Regions from separate parts of the Sus scrofa genome. Here region 2 is linked to region 1. The links are chromatin contacts, called in public promoter capture Hi-C maps. All regions are on one chromosome and are shown on one strand. Each heading gives the region's core, a stretch centred on a gene start, on an enhancer-like site or on the middle of the called end of the contact. The rest is flanking DNA. Distances are from core to core; before and after follow the strand shown. Region 1 holds the start of RNF150 (RING finger protein 150). Region 2 holds the start of SCOC (short coiled-coil protein).

Evidence for each region. Promoter capture Hi-C pulls out the DNA fragments that hold promoters and counts their contacts.
Region 2: a promoter capture Hi-C map of fetal liver shows a contact between it and region 1, with 3 times the contacts expected there. The contact joins the promoter of SCOC here to the promoter of RNF150 in region 1. A contact is called at or near these places in 2 of 5 promoter capture datasets (fetal liver and liver), 9 of 47 Hi-C or Micro-C datasets (embryonic fibroblasts, fetal skeletal muscle, heart right ventricle and 5 more) and 1 of 2 datasets of contacts at active chromatin or transcription factors (skeletal muscle).

What each region holds. Positions count from the first base shown.
Region 1 is chr8:86,086,460-86,089,605 of Sscrofa11.1, reverse strand. RNF150 (RING finger protein 150) reads right to left here and starts at 1,668. Exons shown (of 8, transcript XM_021101554.1): 1 at 424-1,668. The coding sequence starts at 922.
Region 2 is chr8:86,688,880-86,691,951 of Sscrofa11.1, reverse strand. It overlaps SCOC (short coiled-coil protein), which reads left to right and starts at 1,261. Exons shown (of 5, transcript XM_003357017.4): 1 at 1,261-1,317; 2 at 1,319-1,457. The coding sequence starts at 1,276. LOC110262150 (a long non-coding RNA gene) reads left to right here and starts at 1,462. Exons shown (of 2, transcript XR_002346763.1): 1 at 1,462-1,516. LOC110262151 (a long non-coding RNA gene) reads right to left here and starts at 1,223. Exons shown (of 4, transcript XR_002346765.1): 1 at 1,019-1,223.

The sequences.
Region 1 (3,146 bases), core at 419-2,918:
TACCTGATGCACAAACCCAAGTGCAGAGCTGGGTTATCAGATCTACCGGTTCCAAACAGGTGCCGGGCCGTCACTGGCCTAAAACAACAACCGAGCTCTGTCCCCCGTCCCCCACCTTCCAGATCGGACTCGGAAAAGTTAGTCCAGCACCCCTGGGCCAAGCCTGGTCCGAGTGGCACAAGGCGAAATGGAACACACTCTCTGGTTCCTCCCCGCATCCCATGCAGTTAGCCCACTCTTTGGAGACCCCACGAAGTAACACATAGCAAAACTTAGTAGGTTCAAGGAACAGAAACGCGGCTTTCGCAAAGCACAGACTTTCCAGAAAGGAGCTAGGAGGGAGAGGCGGGCGCTGGGTCCTTCTCGGCGTCTCCATCCTTCTCGGGCTCCCCTCCCCCGCCCCGCGCCCGCCGAGCCTCTTACCTGCGTGGGACATGGTGATGGTCTCGTTGGTGTTGGAGCCCACGTTGAAGATAACCACGGCGGAGGCGTTCTGCAGGAAGGCGTTCCGGATCTTATCCCTGTAGGTGCAGTTGCCCTTGGGGATGAGGGCTATCCAGTTCTTGCCGTGGGCCGGGGCGGCGAACTTAGTGTTGGGGTCGCAGGCCAGGCGGTCGTGGGCCGAGCTGGCCATGACCACCTCCCCGCGGGCGTCCTGCTTGGGCGAGTGCTCCCCGTAGCGCCCGCACTCGGTCTTCTCCGTGTGCAGCTCCGCGGCGAATCCGCCGCCGCCGCCGCCGCCCGCCGCCCCAGCCCCGGGGTCCGGCGCGGGCTCCGCGTAGGTGATGTTCACAAAGGCGGTGTACCATTCCTCCTTCTCGGCCACGGTGAAGTCCAGGCAGAGCAGATGCACGAAACAAAAGGAAAGCAGCCATGTTGAGAGAGCCAGGCTGCGGCACGCTTGGATGAGAGACATTGCCATCTTTATCCGCCGGGTCCCCCTCCCCGCCCCCCGCGCGCTCCCCCCGCGCCGTCCCTCCTCCCTGGCCCTGGCCAACCCCGGGCTGGCCGCTTCTCCTCCTCCTGCTACCGCTCCTGCTCACTCCTGGGCCCGAGGGGCCGTGGCCGGGACGCGCAGCCGCCGCGGGGACCGGATTCCAGGCAAGCGGATGGCTGCGGCCCCTTCCCCTTTCAGCCGGAGCGCGGCGGTTGCATCTCGCTTTGCGGGCGCCGAAAGGGCGCAGGATGAGGGGGCGCTAGGGGCTTGCGACAGAGTCCAGCTGCCGAGCGTCTTGCTCCTTCGCCCGGCTTCTCCTGCTTTCGTAGAGGTGGCAGGGGGCCCAACAGCGTGCCGGGTGGCGGCCTGGCGTCCTGCAGCCCCGGCGGGGGCGGGGGCGGCTGCTTCCAGCCGGAGGTGCCGCCAAGGTGTCCCGGCCGCTGACGCTGAGCGCTCTGACGAGCGGGTCCCGCTCCGGGCGCGGCGGCCGACACTGCTGCGAGTCCCTCTGGCTGAGGGCGCTCCGCTCCTAGCCGCGCTGCTGGCTGCGCCCGGCACACACTTGCCTCGGGAGGGGCCGGCTCGCGGGTAGCGGGAGCAAGCGGCCGGAGAGAAGTACGCCGTCTGCGTGTGTGTGTGTCTGTATATGTTTGTGTGTGTGTCTAGTGTGTGCAAGGAGGAGCTTAGTGTGATGTCAAAGACTGGGCTTCGCGTGCCACGCTCCCTTGGTCTCTCTCTATGGGCAGCAGCGACCCCTGCCGGGTCTCAAATTCAAACCAATCAGCGACTTGGTCCAGGTGGAGGCAAAAAAGGAAGCGCCTCTTGCTTCCTGCGCTGTAAAAGTAGAGAAATGTGTGTGTCAGTTTTCCGAACTGCAGGAGGAACTGCGGTGAGCTCCCTAATTACCCGTCCTAGGGCCAGCGGGTAAGGCTAGTTGGTAGCGAGGTTCTTTCCAGCACCAGGCCCGGACTATCTAGAACAGTGCCTGTCAAGTCGAAGTGTACATCTGCGCCCCCTTTACCCATTCCGTATCTCTGGGGTGGGGCTCCAGAATTTGCTTTTCTAATGAATTTCCCGGTTATGCTGACGCTGCTTATCTAGGAACCACTCTATATTAGGGTGAGTATAGAAATGGGCTTCTTTCTTACCATCTGGCAGCAAGCATGTGACATTTGTTTTCCTATAGAATGAGTGTTTTCTGACTCTATAAGGAAAGAGATCAGGTGAGATATTTCCTCACTACTTATTCTGGTTGTTCTGACTGGTAACAGAGGACTTAGTATCAATAGGCAAAGCAGGTTTGTTTGGGTTATTATTGTCTACAGTGTATTGTCTAGTCTGGCATAGAGATCACAACTAGTCAACAGAGCGTACAGCCCCTCTAGAGTAGTGTTCTTAAAACTGTGATGTAGCATAGGTCTTTACCAACTAATGTTTGACTGGTTGTTATCTTTTCACACGGTCATGTTCCTTAGCTTGAGATACCTGCCCTGTAGTCTCGAAAACAATTTGCTTGATGGTTCATAATCACCCACATTTTACTTCCCAGCTGGCACAGAGCACTCCGAGGACCCACTTCATGATGAAAACAAACGTCCACCTTTTCCCCAGGACTTTAGTGTGTTTACAGAAATCTGTTAATGGCTGTCCATCAGCACAACTGCTCTTTTTCCAGCAGCAGTACAAATAGCTGGTAGCTGTTAGGGGAGAGCAAAGACTCCCAGCTGTACCCAAATTAGAAGCAGGCACAAGAAGAACCACTTAGAGGAATTTGTCCCTATGGTATTGGATGTGCTGGATTTGTGTGTTTCCCTAAACTTAGTCATTTTAGAAAATAGGCTTCTAGGCAATTGGGACAGTGCTTTTTATAGTGCCTAAAACCAAGAAGGTAAAAGTGGAGACTGCCTGGCTGCTCGTTTCTGAACCACCAGAGATCTGAGGGAAGTGTCCTTTGCCTAAAAAAGCCCAGTGAGGTTTTGTACAGATGCCTCACAAACCAAAGTGGTTCCCCATATCTCTCTATCTCTTAGTGATTTTCTTCCAGCCACAAAACTTGGTGAACCTGTGTCATTAAGAATGCATGACTATCCCTGCCCTTTCCTTCCCTTGGAAAAGTTAGAGGCTGAAGAGATGGAAGGATCAAGGAGATTCTTGATCTCCATCCTGCTTGGGAGACTGATTAATTACAGGGGCACTGGGCAAATAAGTG
Region 2 (3,072 bases), core at 12-2,511, 600 kb before region 1:
TAGTGAAAAAAAAAAAAAAAAAAACCTCTCTTTTTAACGGTTCTCTTAGTCTTTGATATTCTGCAGTTTCATCATAATGTGTGCAGGTATGGAATTCCATATTTTAATCCTGCTCAAGAATAAGTACTTCTTGAATCTAATTCAAATATTTCACAACCCTGAAAAATTCTGTTATTATTCTTTGAATACTGCCCACACCCATTCTCTCTCATTTTGTCCCTATTAGATTTACGTTGGATCTTATTTTCCACTTATTAGCTCCTACATTGCATTCTCCTCATGGTGTGTAAATTTTCATCATGGTGTGTATCTTAATTCTGGTCAAGGCACAGTTTTCAAACACTGAAGGAATTTTTAAAATATATTCCTTAAAAGAAGTAAGGCTCTATCTTAGCAAACTGTTTTCAAACACTGAATGGAATTTTTAAAATATATTTCTTAAAAGAGGTAAGGCTCTATCTTAGCAAACTGTGCTAGAAGTCAGTCAAGAAATAGGAAGACGCATGGCTCACCTTTATAACTCAGAAGAATGTGTCAAAGCAAAAACAATAACAAATATTAAAAACAAGCAGGATGCTGCTTTGTGTCAAGTGCCAGGTATCTGTGAATGGTATAAAGCCAGATTACATTACATCACAAAGCCTGGCACACAGCATTTCACACTGTGTCTATACCTTGAGCAGGACATTTATTTACTCTTAAGTTTCATTTTATGGGTTGCGGTGAGGATCAAATGGGATAAAGTGATCAAAAGGGCTATACACCAAAATAGTACTATGATATTTTCTCAATCCTAAAATATGAATAAATGGTCAGGCGCACTGTGAATTTTGTAACAGTTTGGGTAAGATGCTGTGAGGTACAATCCATTAGGGGAGCACTTAATGGGAAATTTAAAAATATGGAAAAGTCTGCTTTTAGAATTGAAGAACCTCAGTACTTTTCCCTTTATGTTCACACTTGCCCTCTTCTTGATATTGAATGATTTCTCTCTTGCCCAGTGTTCGATTTTACCAACCTCCTGCCTGACAGCTGACAGAATTCGCCACACTCCCTTCCTGGCCTCATTTTCAGGGTCCTGCTGAAACTGAAGAGCGGCTTGTCTCAGGTTGGCTTTCACACGCTTAGTTTAGCTCCTGTACTGTCATTGGGTGTTGCGATTCCTGGACCCGCCCACAACTTCCTCAATTCTGATTGGATGCCGGTGTCCTTTTGTTATGGCAAAAGGTGGATCCCGGGGCTTTGAGATTGGACAACTGGGGCGTCGGGCAGCGAATGCGCAGGCGTGACTTCTTGAGTGGGGATTGGCTGACGACGGGGGCGAGACGGGGCGGGCCTCCCGCCTCGGCGCACGCTCTGTGGGCAGAGAGGGCGGGGCTGCTAGTGCCAGTCGACCCAAGTATCCCGGCCTGAGGCGTCCTCCCGATCCCTCCCCCTGCCGGCGCCTCTAACGGCAGGTGAGGGCCGTCGTGGGCCGCGGAGGGCCTAACCCCGGGCTGCTGGCGTTGGGGCCTCGGTATCGCCGAGGGCCTGGAGGGCGGGGCGGGCTGGATGCCGCCTGGCGCTTCGGGGACTTGGGAAGAGCATCTTACGGCCGGGGCATCTGCCGGTCGACTGGGGCCTGGCTCCCTGCAAACCCCTGCGCAACCTTTTTCTCATCGTCTCATTATTGGGCCCAGAGGTTCCTTTGTTGGGGGCCACCCTCCTTCCCTGGGGCGGACCTTTCCCCGCAGCTCCTGAGTCCAAGGCCTCTGTCCAAATCCTGGCCTGAAATGGGACCGCTGGAGGGGCGTTCGGGTGGGATGAGACCAGGCACGCCTGGACTTGACCGCGGCTGCTCTGCAGCGATGGGGGAGAGGACGCCGAGGCGCGGGGAGGGAAGCGAGGGAGCGGTAAAACAAGGGCTGGCGACATCCTTTCAGGGGCTGAAACCAGCCATTGGCTTGATGTTTCAATGGGCTACTCTTCAGGGTCCTGCTGGACAAGTTCGGGGGAGTTAGGGTTGGAAAGGAGAAACCGGAGACATTCCTGAAAGGGAAGACTTTTGTTGTTCAGTGTTTTGTTCCAGTACTATGACGTAATAGTTTTAAGGACAGATGCTGTGCTCTTTTCCCAACACTGTATCTGTACCTGAGGCTCCAAAGCTATGCCTGTGTATTCTGTGCCTATACTTACTCATTGATTAAACTCAGTATAGCTAGCCACGCTGGGGATCTAGTTTATGATCAATTCCTTAACCTGATGGAATTTAAAATTAGACTTACCTAACCACAACAAGTCAATCTGAAGGGATCTGAACAAGCGTTGCTGAAAGTAGATGCAGCTTGAAGGGAATGAAATTTGCCTTCAGTTGCTTAGATAATAGAAATATCAAAGGAATTTGACATCAAACTTTGCAGAATGTTTGGCACATTTAGTTTAGGGTCGTATTAATGTGTCTTCCATTGCATCGGGAAAAAGCAGGGACTTCATGTTAGACCTGAGTTCAAATTCTTGATTGTTCACATTTGTAAATTGCAATCAATGTCTTGTTGATTTGATGAATCAGTAACAGATGTAAAGAATTTAGTATATTAATGCATAGTGATGTTATTTTAGTAGTCTTATTAGTTTACTAGTAAGGGGATAACATGATAAAAATGAGTTTTAGATGCAGAAAAGTTGGGTGGTTGAGGTTGGACTGGGAAGTCTCAAAATCTCAGGTCTCAGATGTAAGCTTACCTGTGGTGCTGTGGTGGAACAAAAACTAGACTGGGACATTGACTGTAGTCTTGGTTGTCGGTAACTTCTGCTAATGATCTTGGTAAACCGTTATTAGTATCATCTTGGCCTAGGTTTATTAGTAAAATGAGGCAATTGGACTAGGTGATTTTTCTAAAATTCTTTTTGTAGCCTGAAATAGAGCTAAAAGGTAGAGAATAGCTTACATTACTGAATACCTTCTGTGTATTGTTGCAAGCACATTATATGTATCAACTCACAAAAATCTCAAGGAAACTATGAGGTACTGTTGTTACTAAGTTCATTATACAAAAGAAGAGACAGGCTGAGATGTTAATGGTTACCTAATGG